Regions from separate parts of the Oryzias latipes genome. Here region 1 is linked to region 2. Evidence: chromatin contacts called from public Hi-C data. All regions are on one chromosome and are shown on one strand. Each heading gives the region's core, a stretch centred on a gene start, on an enhancer-like site or on the middle of the called end of the contact. The rest is flanking DNA. Distances are from core to core; before and after follow the strand shown.

What was found. A called contact is a pair of places that touch in the nucleus more often than the background predicts.
Region 1: a Hi-C map of embryo shows a contact between it and region 2, with 2.2 times the contacts expected there. The contact joins the promoter of LOC101155342 here to the promoter of fam20b in region 2. A contact is called at or near these places in 2 of 5 Hi-C or Micro-C datasets (embryo and fibroblasts).

Annotation. Positions count from the first base shown.
Region 1 is chr4:26,562,116-26,568,839 of ASM223467v1, reverse strand. It overlaps LOC101155342 (centrosomal protein of 290 kDa), which reads right to left and starts at 1,478. Exons shown (of 12, transcript XM_004068181.4): 1 at 1,323-1,478; 2 at 812-924; 3 at 542-584; 4 at 245-387; 5 at 83-164. The coding sequence starts at 877. mmachc (methylmalonic aciduria and homocystinuria type C protein) reads left to right here and starts at 843. Exons shown (of 6, transcript XM_004068182.3): 1 at 843-954; 2 at 2,436-2,635; 3 at 2,835-3,032; 4 at 3,170-3,322; 5 at 3,399-3,575; 6 at 4,643-5,012. The coding sequence starts at 876. The coding sequence ends at 4,825.
Region 2 is chr4:26,417,315-26,423,333 of ASM223467v1, reverse strand. fam20b (glycosaminoglycan xylosylkinase) reads left to right here and starts at 4,520. Exons shown (of 11, transcript XR_908696.3): 1 at 4,520-4,707. ralgps2 (ras-specific guanine nucleotide-releasing factor RalGPS2) reads left to right here. Exons shown (of 22, transcript XM_011474357.3): 21 at 1-42; 22 at 136-3,250. The coding sequence ends at 165.

The DNA.
Region 1 (6,724 bases), core at 229-2,728, 150 kb before region 2:
TAATTTTGGTGAAAATGGCTAAAAATAAAATCAGAGACTCAATATAAACTAAAGAAAGTGTTCAGATTCAGTTATACCAGACCTTGGAGAGCCTGAATGTGATGCTGCTGACACTGCTTCTCCATTTCTAAGCGGTGGAGTTTCTGGGTTAGCGATTCAATTTCCTTAAAGGAGAAAGCGGGAAAATACTTTTTTTTAAATGCTCGTCACTCATAATTTAAAACTGTTTGAGAAGGGAACACACTTGGCTTTGCATCTGGAATTGTGACTTGATAAAAGCCAAGTCTGCCCACTCTACACTGAGACTGAGGGCTGGAGAGGGCTGATGTTGAGACACAGCGGCGATGGCTGGAATGTTAGGAGCACAGTCCTTCACAGGAAACAAGTCTGGCGATGAAATAGAGCAAATGCTGTATGAAATTAAAAGAAGAAAAAAAAACTATTTGACTATAGCATGACATTGGAAAACAACGGGTAAATTCAGTTGGGAGTAATTTCCCCTTTGAGTCACATTCAGAAAAAGAAAAACGAGTTTACTCACCTTCTGCAGCCTTAGAAAATTTCCCAGGGGAGGTCAGTCTCTCCTGCAGACACACATTTGTATCATTTATTTAAAAAAAAAGTATAATCAAGACATATTAGGTCAAATAAAATAAAAACAAGTAAAACTTAATAGCTCATTACTGCCATCTATAGGCCATTGTGATAAATACAGTCTGCAGATGTTCCATCTATGGTTGCAGCTGAAGCAAACGCTGCTCTGCTTTTCTCTGTGAATGCTTTTTTGGATCATCAGACTCTGGTACTCAACTCTCATCTTTGCAACGCTGCCATCTGCCGCGGACAGGATGGCGCTCAGCTGATGGTCCCAGTTCATGGCACAGCTGCAGAAGGGTCTGCAGAAGTCATCCGGGGTGTCCAACTCTAACAAGACAAGTGATTTCAGACAGATGGGTAAGGCTCCCACAGTCACCTCGGTGTTTTTGTGGTTGGGTCACTAAATGAGGATTAGACCTAAATAGGTATATGGGCGTTTTAGCGCATCGGGACAAAAGATGGATCGCTAAACAAACAAGTCTGACCGTATATCATTCAGTTCTGTCGATTTTTTTTAAACAGTCAAATACAGACACCTTTCTTTTTTCAAGTTCGCTTTTTTTCCCCCTTTGAACCGGCGCTAGACTTCTACCGATTCTTGCGTACACGAAAAAAACAAACAACAGTATAATAAACAGTGCTTTAGGAGGATTTAAAACATCTTATATTTCACCAATTCGTTATTATGATTATGCACAAAGTAACTAATTAAAGACATACATTACCTTAATGTGGTTAAAACATTGGGTTTCTAGACAATTTCTATTCCGAACGAGAAAAATGTTATTTACACACCCAGATCAGCCGTAAGTACGGAAGATAGCTAGCTAAATAGGCTACACACAAACCGTTACGACTCCAGTTTTAAATCCTGGAGCTTCGTAAAAGCTACGTGATTGCGTAACACGTAGAGACAAAGGGCTTCTGGGTATTGTAGTATTAGTCTTTAATAATAGCTTTTGAAAGCAATTTTATTTATTCATAGATAGATAGATAGATAGATAGATAGATAGATAGATAGATAGATAGATAGATAGATAGATAGATAGATAGATAGATAGATAGATAGATAGATAGATGGATGGATGGATGGATGGATGGATGGATGGATGGATGGATGGATGGATGGATGGATGGATGGATGGATGGATGGATGGATGGATGGATGGATGGATAGATAGATAGATAGATAGATAGATAGATAGATAGATAGATAGATAGATAGATAGATAGATAGATAGATAGATAGATAGATAGATAGATAGTTGCCATATTTGTCAACCAAACCTAATTAATTGCATTTTTTCTTGGGTTTTGGTTTCTTTAATTAAACAATTCCTCAAGTAAGCTGCTCTTACATGGGCACTGTCATATAGCTGTTATTTAGGTTTCACATTTTGGTTTGAAAAAATGTCTTTGAATAAAAGCCTATTAAGTATGTTAAGGCCACCATTCTTAACAAATCATCATGGGGATGCTGGCTTCATCTCACCGACTAAAGGTCAAAAAGGGAAGTTTTTACATTTTTTCTTAGAATGATATCAAAGCATAGTGATGTTTGTATACTATGCCAGATTAAACAGTGCCACTAATAGACACATTTAATTTAAAAAAATAATTGAGTTGAGGTCATTAAAAAATCGACCTCAGGATAAGCAAAATAAATTGATGGATAAAAATAAAAAAGCATATATTTCACACATTAATAAATACATTAAAATCTACCTTAATACCAGATAGTCAAAGCAAGTTATTGTTTAAATAATTGGACACTTTATGACACATTTATTTATTTAATTCCAATTTAACTGATTTGAATTTGTCACCTTTGGTTGCAGTGTCCTCCAGAACAGCAGGCGGCGCTAACACTGACAGGTCACTGACATCTAAAATCCCAAAGGGCGAAAAGAAGAAGAACGGCGCACTTAAACAAGGACGTAGACCCGCCGCGATGACAGAGGCATTGAATGCGGACAAAGTTAAATGGTCACTGGACAGTTGTCTGACCAAATTAGGATTCGAAGTTTACCCTTTAAAGGTAACAATCCATCTGGGGTTTTTTATGTCGGTGGGGAAAAAAATGTTCCAGCTATGTTGGGAAGTTGAAAAAAGCTCAACACTCCAGAACAGATACCATGATTGATTCCCCTTGATTAAGTCCTGAAATTAGTTACAAGTGCAACATAAACTATGGACGCACGTGCTTGTCCATCATATTTTCTTGTTTCTCTGTACAGGTTGGTTGGTATAACGCTCTGCTCCCTCCTTCCCTGCACCTGGATTACCCAGACGCCACCTTGGCTGTTGTAGTTCTCAGCACTCCTGACATGTTTGAACGAGCCTTCCTGCCCTTCTTGGAGAACAGGCTCTTCCAGAGGCTGTCTGACCCCGTGGACCAGTGTGTCAAACACTACATCACCTGTGCCATCTCCCAGGTATGAGTGAAGTGAATAATAAAAAAAAAACACTGATATTTATGTAGATGAGGCTGTTTATCGAATTCCAAGACACACCATCATGTGCAAACAGTGAGACACTTTTCTACCCCTGCACTGTTCTCCTCTCATCACAGACTTTCCCATCACAAAGGGTTGATGTCAGGTATGACTATGAGCTGCTACCCAGTCGGAAGCCCAAGTTCTTAGCCCAGACCGCTGCTCATGTATCTGGAGCTGCGTTCTACTACCAACAGTCGGATGTCAAAGATCAACCCTGGGGTGACAAGGTGACCCCATTCATTTTGTTCGTCCAAAAGACTTTCCCTTTTATCACTAACCTTTGCGCGATGTGTTTTCCTGCAGAAAATGTTTGGAGTGTGTGTGCATCCTAGGTTGGGTGGATGGTTTGCCATCAGAGCCCTGCTGGTGTTTGAAGATTTGACGATCGGCTCTGAGATGGTGCAGCAGTTTCCCAAGGACTGCGTCCCGTCAAGAGAGGAAAGGATCCGGTTGCTGGAGGCTTTCAATTTTTGCTGGCAGGTACATCCACAAAGCTTTTTTTATTCCCGTGGCTCTGAAAGCTGCAACACACCAGCAAACAAACACTCTTTAAAATTTAAAACAGACTATTTCTTTTATTTATTTATTTTTATGGAGAATGTGTGAGCATAGTTAATGTTTTTTTTAATTTCTTTTAGAGTAGAAATCCTCCAAACTATTTTAGGCCATGGACAGGTTTAATGCTTAATTTAGCTTAACTGTCCATATTTTGTGGAAAAACTCCTGGTTTTGTCTGTAAATAGCTGCTTATTTTGTTCTATGAAGTCAAAGATTTATTTGTTTCCTCAATGGTTCCTTTTACTTCAAAGAAACTTTCCAAATATGTAATTTTTTTTAATTGAACTTTTTTAGCTTTGGGCTTTTGGGGGTCAGAGGAAACCCCTTTAGGAAGGTAGTGGTTGTATTTAAGATATGAGGCCCACAAGAACGACTTGAGTGACTTGTAGACTGATGAGGTCTAAAACTTCCTACAGAATCGGAAAAGAAACGAAAATAGAAATGATGGAGATAATGTAAGTTATTTCTATAGATATATTTCTTTTTAACTGAGTAGGCAATGGACCTTTACTAGCCTGACCATTCAGCTGTTTGTTGGTGTTTGAGGTTAGGTTAAAAATACGTGAAATGTAATAAATTAAGCTACAAAAACTGAAGTGAAAGGAAAGGTAACATGAGGAAAACGGCTAAAGTTTCTTACCATAAATGTAAAAGCTTTTTCATGATTTCTATCCTATTAGAAATCATATATATATATATATATATATATATATATATATATATATATATATATATATATATATATATATATATATATATATATATATATATATATATATATATATATATATATATATATATATATATATATATATATATATATATATATACGTTCAAAGACATCAGTGTTTAGTCGTAGGGACGCTGTCATTTTTTCCACCAAATAAATATATCTGATTCTTTGTTTCCATTCTGTTAAAGATGGTGATTCAACCTTTTTCCAATTTCCTGTTATGGTTTTTTGGCATTAATCATATTTTGTTTTATAGGACTGGAGCTATAGAGATATCGTCCCTCCAGTACAGACATACTCCCAGAAACAAAAGGACTACTTCTCCACCAAGCCTGCAGAGCGCTTCAAGCTTCTAAAGACTTGGGGTTTCCTGTTAACCGAGGAAGATCGGCCTGATCAGACCTTAGACACGCAGAACCAGACGAACGGACACGGCTGAGCTGCACATGTGCGAGTTCTCCTCTTTGAGCAGAGCCAACAGAGGCTGATCAACTGCACTTAAAAACAGACTCTCATGAAAGGCATTTTTCATTAATTTCAGAAAATCTTTTATATAAGGCTACTATGTCTGTAATACTTCTTAAAAAAAGCTCTAATTTATTTCAATAAAAGCAAATGAAACGCAATATCTCAGGTTGAAATGCTTAAAAAAAGCCTGTCGCTTTCGGGTTAGAAAAATATTCCTGCAGATGTGTTTAAACAGGGGTTGCTCTGGTGAGCCAAGCACAGTTTATACAAAGATAGCAGTTGCACTGAAGTTGAAAACACAATTGGTTTAAGATGTCCAAAAGATCTTACATTTCACACTTTGACATCAAGACATTTCAGGACGACACTGAACACAGAGGTAAAATCTTTTTCCCCCTCAAAGTTTTATTGCAATTGTTGGATTTTTAATAGCAAAGAGGCACTGTTTTAAGAACGAGTGGTTGGTAACTCCTTTGTGGACACCTTTGTTTCCTTTCATAGTACATTGTTGTAACCTAAGCCCAGGAGGATTGTCTGTTGTGTTCTTGTCTCAGGTTAACCTGACGCTCTGCTCAGTGCATTATAAATGTGGATTCCTCCACCTGCACGCACGTACGCACACACACTGGATAAGAGCTAACCCTTTTGTGTCCGGGACACTGGCACACAAGTGTCTTAGGACATATTCTTCCTCTTTACATGCAAACTTTGATTTTTGTATCAAGTTATTAAATGTTTGGGATTTCTGCATAAAAAAACTACCATGTTGAACTGTAGGTGTCACTGTTGTCCTCTTAAAGATGCGTTCTGAGGCTCTGCTGCTGCTGCTGTTAGTGAAGTATCTGCAAGTATTCAACGCATGATGAAGTCCAGCAGTGACTGCAGATAACCCGTCCCACTCCATAAGGTGCAGCACTTCAGCTGCTGCAGCTTCTTCAACTTCAATCAGGGTCTTTGAGATATTTGGAGTTATCCTGCAAGTGCTGACACTTCACTGCACCTCTCTGTCATCCTGCAACCTATAGTGCCCTCCCTTCTTTCTCCCGTTTTGTTGGATTGTGTCCTGAATCAGCAGTTTGGGGCAGTATGCCGCAGACCTGCAGGACTCTAACAGTGGGGTTGATTACATTCCCGCATATGCAAGCCCCCCCTTCTCTGCTGCCCCATTCCACATCTTTCTCTTTCACATTATTGATTAAAATACTTATGATGGATTCTTTTTGATTCTGAGCCACAAAAAGCTCTCTTGAAACTATTACAGTTTTTCTACAACAGCATTTGTTTTTGGCTCAAAAATTTTCAAAGGAATTTTCAAAATAATTAAAAATTTAACTTTTAGGGTTAAACACTAGGAGATAAAATGCTTTACATTTTGAAAATATTGTAGATTTTTTCAAAACAAATCATAGAAGAATATGAAAGCATTTGGCCATGTGCCCCAAACTGTCCATTATGGTAATGTTTTCTTTTTTTTTTTTTACTTTGTCATGCAATTGCTTTGCAAAGAGGAAATAGTGAAAGCTGATTGTTTCAAATGTCCAGAAAGAATACATTGAAGCCTCATGTGGAAAGAATGTCTCTGCATCCTCTGCCTGTTTCCAGCAGGAGCAGAACGTCTGAAGTTCAAACATGCATTTGCTCTGCTAAGCTGCAATGATCCCCGTGTGTGTTACCTATTCATTGGGGGTTTGTTTTATGTCCCAGAGCGTAGCAGGTGTACAAAAATCTTACTTTTACAATTTTAATCACAGTTTGTGGGTTTTGTTTACTCGTGTCTCCAAATCCTGTAAGATCAATTGGATAAAAGTTTCCAGAGAATTTGGATGGAAAAGTGAAGTTTTTTGGGAAATCCAGCTAAGACCTCCTATTT
Region 2 (6,019 bases), core at 3,271-5,770:
TTCAAGCATCTGAGTGCTGCCTGTCAGAGCAACAGACAGCAGGTATGAAGTCACACAAACACACACGGCTTCCTATTTCTTTGTTTATTTTCACAAATGAAAGTCTTTTTTTCTTTTCTTTTCGTCGTTCTTCAGGCACCAGCTAATCTGATGTCATTTGAGTGACACTCAGCAGCACACATGAGCAAAGAAGAAAGGGACGAGGAAGAGCACCGACTCAGTAGTGGGAGCTTACACTGCCACGAGCCACGTCAGCTGACTCAGCGTTTCTAGCCTCCGTCTCGCTGCAGCCTCACCTGCCACCACTGCCTTAACCAGAGTCCCTTGTGTGTTGATGTGTGTGGATTATAAGAGACTGTTTTGGATGCGTTGACTACTGAACAAGGACCTGCACCACTGCTCTCCTCGTCTATTTGCTCCTTCTTTAGTCCAGCGCCTCGGCTTCGTCTTGTACCCTCATGGATCATTCCTTGAGGTTTAGGGATGCTCCTTGACTCTTCCTTTTCTCCTTTCTCCTCACTGGTGCAGACAGTCTTTGTCATACTCTTTTCTCATTTTAAGAATTGATATGTCCATCTCTTTATACGCACCACCCTTGGACCTACCCACTTGGACATCAAAAAGTCTGAGAACACTTTCTGAAGTGCTTAGTATAATTATTTGCCCCCCCTCGGTCACTTGGGTGGGCGCACAGAGACTCTTTTTACTGCATCGTTGAAATCCTAAAGGGCTCTCAGTCGCTCTCAGTTCCAGCCGGAACAGGGCTCTCGTTTCCGCAATCTTCTCAGCTTTTCCCGCTAAACTTTACCAAACTAGTTTTTTTTTCAGTAACCACAATAATAATGTCCCGTCTGAATGTGTGTGTTTGTATAACTGCATAGGGGGACAGATGGGGGGGGGGGGGGGGGGGGGGTGTCATGTGGTACGATCAGAACCTAAGCTGTGTTCACCGTTTGACAGACTCCTTTTCCTGCATTTCTTTGCTTTCCGGGCGACGCCAGCTCATAGAAGTGCTGGATTTACAGGACTCACATAATACACTACAACATGAAACTGTGAAAAGGTCCACGATAGAGAGAGCAAAAGGAACTCAGAAAGCATCATTTTTATGATCTCTTGTCATCTTTGTTGCTCCTCCTTGGATTCCCTGGTCTGGAGGAGACACAGGGAGCTTCAGTCTGTTTAATTGCTCTTTTTTTCTTCTTCTTTGTGGTGTTTTAGCGGGGTGAGGTGGTCTTCACAGTATTACTATTTAGAAAATGATTGCACAGAAATGTAGGTTGGTCTGTTATGTTTGAAATGTTACATTGTGTTTTCTTTTGCAACCTTTATTTTAGCATTTTTATGACCTTTTTTGTTGGGTTCTGCAGGAGAGTTGCTCTTTCTGCTATGAACCACGACCCAGCCTAGAAAAACCGACATGGAAGTGGCACCTTAGTAAGGATTGGTGCCATCCAACCATAGCATGATAGTTTTGTTTTTAATTCAAGCTGACCAAAAGGTATGAATTTAAAAAGCTTAGCTGGGATGGAGTGTAGATTCTAGTATGTTTAAATGGAAAATCTAGGTTTTTGTGCATCTAAGCTGTATCAGTGAGCCAGAGAAAGACAGTAGCTGTTTGTTCGGGTGAGAACAGGAGCAATAAGCTGTTGAGGACAATGATGAGGTGCTTTTTGCACCCAGAAAAATCCAAAACCTAATATGAATCCACTTTTTTTGAAAAGCTGTTTACTTTGTATGTTTACATAATCTTTTGTCTAAACCTTGCACTGCTCCGCATGTACTGTATTAGTCGGGGTTGTGTAGTGTGGAATCAGGCGGAGTTCAACTCGCCGGAGGCGCTGGGGGATGATGGTTGTGTTTATGCGAGAAGGGCACTGATTTCTATCTAGAGCACATCGGTTTTGACATCACAACCATGTATTAAAACCATCCCCACTTCAGTATACTGTACCGTTTCCACATATGTGTGTTTAGGTCTGTTGCTATTGATTGAGATGAAGTCTAAATCTGGAGAGCTGTTATCTGGTAACCAATGGAAATGGTAGATGAACCTGTGGAGGGATAAATGTGGAAGCCAAAGACAAGCCTGTGTAATGTGAGTGTGCATTTGGGAGCCTGAGCACGCAACTTTTTTTTAAAACTATTTTTATTTTGAAGCAGCGTAACTTAAATCCAATCTGACAATTCTTCAAGGCTGCTGCTCTCACTGCTGTGCAGTGGGCTCCATCAGCTACCCAATCATAGTTGAGATGCTTTTGGGTCAATCTACGACCTCCACAGTGGGGTGTGGAGCAGGGACGTGTGCAGACGGAGGTAGATTCAGAACTGCTGTGACAAAGGAGGGGAAGCGCTTTGGACTGCGTTCCCTGTGGGATGGTAAAGGAGGGCGCTGATGGTTCTGAATCAAAGGTGTGAGCGGACAATAAAGTTCAAGATGGCTGTTTTATCAACTGTTCACCTGTGTTGAACCACAAATGCTGGTAGCTTCATCTCAAAGAATCTGCAGAGATGATGCAGCTGGCAGGGATCAGCTTTTTTTTGGGGGGTTGTTCTCATTAAAACAAACGGCGATGGGATGAAACTGACCTGGACTTCCCAGCTTTCAGTACTTGATCGAAGCAGAGCAACATTGAAGCTACCGGCGTTTGTGCAAACTTGTGTTCTTGTGTATTATGAGTTTCTCTCATTGATTAGCTTCTGTACATCATATACTCAAAAATGTGTGGTTTTTTTTGTAGCCAAATTACAGCCAACCTTTTTGCCCTTTCAATTTGATTTTGTAATCTTTTTTGTTTTTCTTTAAAATGAGGGTGAGCATTTCAAGGGCAATCTTTATTTATCGTTTTATGAAGAAAGTCGATTCCATGCTTTATATTTCTCAGCTTTACTAGATTTCTCCTTTAAATGACAGTGCTCCACAAATGCTCTGTTTGCCTCACTTCTACTGTTTGGTGGAAATCACTTTCCGTGTTCTTGATGTTCACGCCAAAACACTTTTTCAGCTCACACGGAGGGTTCGACCAGAGGAGGCGTGGCGCCTGTGTGCACCAGTTGGGTGTTTTCCACAATCGTCTTTGAGTCAGAGACGTTGAGGGGTACAAATGACCTCCACCTGGCTTTGTGTGCGTCTGCTTCTCTGTGTCATGACTGCGGCCGGCGCTGTGACCTCACTTGTGAGTGATGTGCTGGCAAGTGTGAAGTCTGAACCAATAAACACTCTGCCCTTCTCTTTTTTTTTTTTACTCCACATTTCTGCATTCTGTGTGTCAGAAGGTTGTGTGTGTGATGTTGGTTTATTGGCCTAATAGCTTTACTATTATTATAATATGTTTACTTGATGAAAATGGACACAAATATCCAAAAATAGTGTCAAATTCTGAATTCAGTTGTAGTTTCTGAATAAATTGTTTAAAATCTAGAACATGGATTCAGGAAAACATGCTCTCATAAAAAGGGGACAGGAAGTTCAAAATATTTCTAATGAGCAGCACAAAATTGAAGTACAGTACATCCAGTCTAACAGACATTTTACTAAAACAAATCAGAGAATAAAACAGTTTGACAAAGACTGATACCAGAAAAATCAACCAGACTTGAAACACTAAAGTTAATTTAAAAAAATGCTTAAACGTAAAACTTACTAATTTTGTTTACTTAAGCTTTACAATATTACAAACACTTGTTTTAGTCATTTGTATTTTGGAAGTCTAATGCATCAGGATTGTGTTTTGTATTATGTAAAACTCTATAATAATAGTACCTTGGGTTTAAAAAAAAAAGTAATAAATGTAAATACTTTAAAAAATGTTATATTTTTAAATCTGCTTCGCTAAAATTATTTAACAAGGGGGAGACTTTTACTAACCTTGTTCTGTTATGTATATTATATTTTTGCCAAAATTATGATTAGTGATATTATAAAGGTTCTTTGGAATGGAAAATGTAGTCATTAAAGATAAATGTTTAGATGATGTCATTTTATTTTCCTAAACATTCTGTTTGTGGATATTTTTCAAAGATAAGATGTTTTGATGATTTCTCCATCTGATTTACAGAAAGAGAAACATTAGAGAACATTGACAACACTGACAAATGGGGGGAAAAATAAATACTGTATAATATCTGTGCAGGAAAACCAAGTTAAAGTTTCATATCCCTACACAACATAAGGAGAATGAACAGGGAAGGGGGTGGGTAAAATAGTACAGTAGATTATAAATAAAATTAAGATTTCAGAGCATATTCAGTGTATTATCACTTATTTAAATTATATTTTTCAAATACATTCCAAGTTCTTTGCATTTTTTAGAGGTTTGCTGTGTTTTTTTAATTTCACAAATGAAAAGAGGTAATCAAGGTTTATATCTAGGTATATTTGCATTTATGCATATGGAATTAGGCTAAAAAGAAAAATAAATTTCTCAAAAACATCAACTTGGATCCAAGTTGAAGTCACGAAGCGAGAACCTCTCATGGGGTGTTTTCATGGCAGTGAAACACTGCCCCCTGCTGGAGCGGAGGCGGAGATGCACCTGGGTACGGTAGCTGTTCAAGCGAAAGGGCGGAGGAAAGGAAAGGGGTCCACCGAGTGGACTGAAAATGACAGTGTGACTTAGCATCCGTTCCTCTTTCAGTTTCGTAATGCATGACTTTACTGAAAACTAGTCTACGTTGACGTGTGGCCAGAAACGAATGGCTGAAAAGGTAAGCCATCCGGGTGGGCACCCACACAGACCAGTGAGTGTGCAGCTAGCGCGCTGTTCCAGCTAATAGAGTAAGGTGTACAGCTAAGCAGTTAGCTTAAGACTTAGAGTGCCGATAGGAGAAATTACGTATGTTTACCTGTGGCATTTAAAGGTTTCCAGTGCTTTCATTTTTTTTATTTTTTGGTTGCGGTCAAAGCAGGCCAGTCCGGGTTTTTTCCCCCCCTCCCGTCAATCAGTGTATGAAAGACTGATTGTCACGGGCTGCCTGCGTGGCTAAATCCGGGTCGGAACGAATTAGCCGTATTTGTGATGTTTTAGCTTTACATGTTTGGCCCCATTTGGCTTAATTATCTCATGTTATCTAATCTCGTCCGGTAACTGTTTGATAAAGTCTGTCCTCTCATTGATTTTACTAGTTTTATCGGTTGCTAATAAATATTTTAACGCCGGTTCTGACTAGTTTTCGACATAAACACTGGTTTATTCTATTGCGGCGTTTCCGCTTATCTATGATGACCGGACAGATCAGATCAGATCAGATCAGATCGATAGCGCTCAGTGAGGCACCGTGAGGTCAGGAACACTTTAAAACTGTGGGGGTTTCCGGGGAAAACGACCGGTTTAAAGACCGGAAACTTACAGCTAAAACCCGGAGTTTTTATGAGGGAACACCTCGAATATAGAAATAAATGTTTTTTTGTTTTCCCCTCACTTTTTTTGTTTAGTTCGAGTTTGCGTCTTTAATCCTGAGTAAATGGTAAAAAAAAAAAAAAAAAAAAGTTGGTCACATTTAATATATTTCATCTGTTTCAGACTAAACTGATGAGTAAATAATCCTCCAAGATGCTTACATGAAGCCCAGATTACCTTTAGGACTGGTTGTTATGCAGAATTTGCACATTTTCCAGATCCAAAATCAACATTTTTGAAAATCATACTTCTTGTATGAAATGTTAAGGTTTCATACATTGTGCAATGTTGCATTTAAATACTAGTGTTCTGCTTTGTTTGGAAGTGTTTGACAGCACAGGAAGTGGCTTTTTTGTGCAGGTTTCTAAAAAAAAGTCAGTGTTTCTGGATCTCAATGCACTTTCTTTACAGATTTCTTTTTTATTTTGTCTTTTTGCATAATCACTTTAAATGAGTAAGTTGTTACATTTATTTTAATGTAACACAAAGGCAATAATGCAGAATGCACTTTTTAAAAAAATGTTAAATCTCTTTCTTTTTGGATTTTATTTTTAAATTGGTGCATAATCAGTTCCTGTCCTTCTGGCTGTAAAACAAGGTGCAGGCCTCTCGTGGCTTGG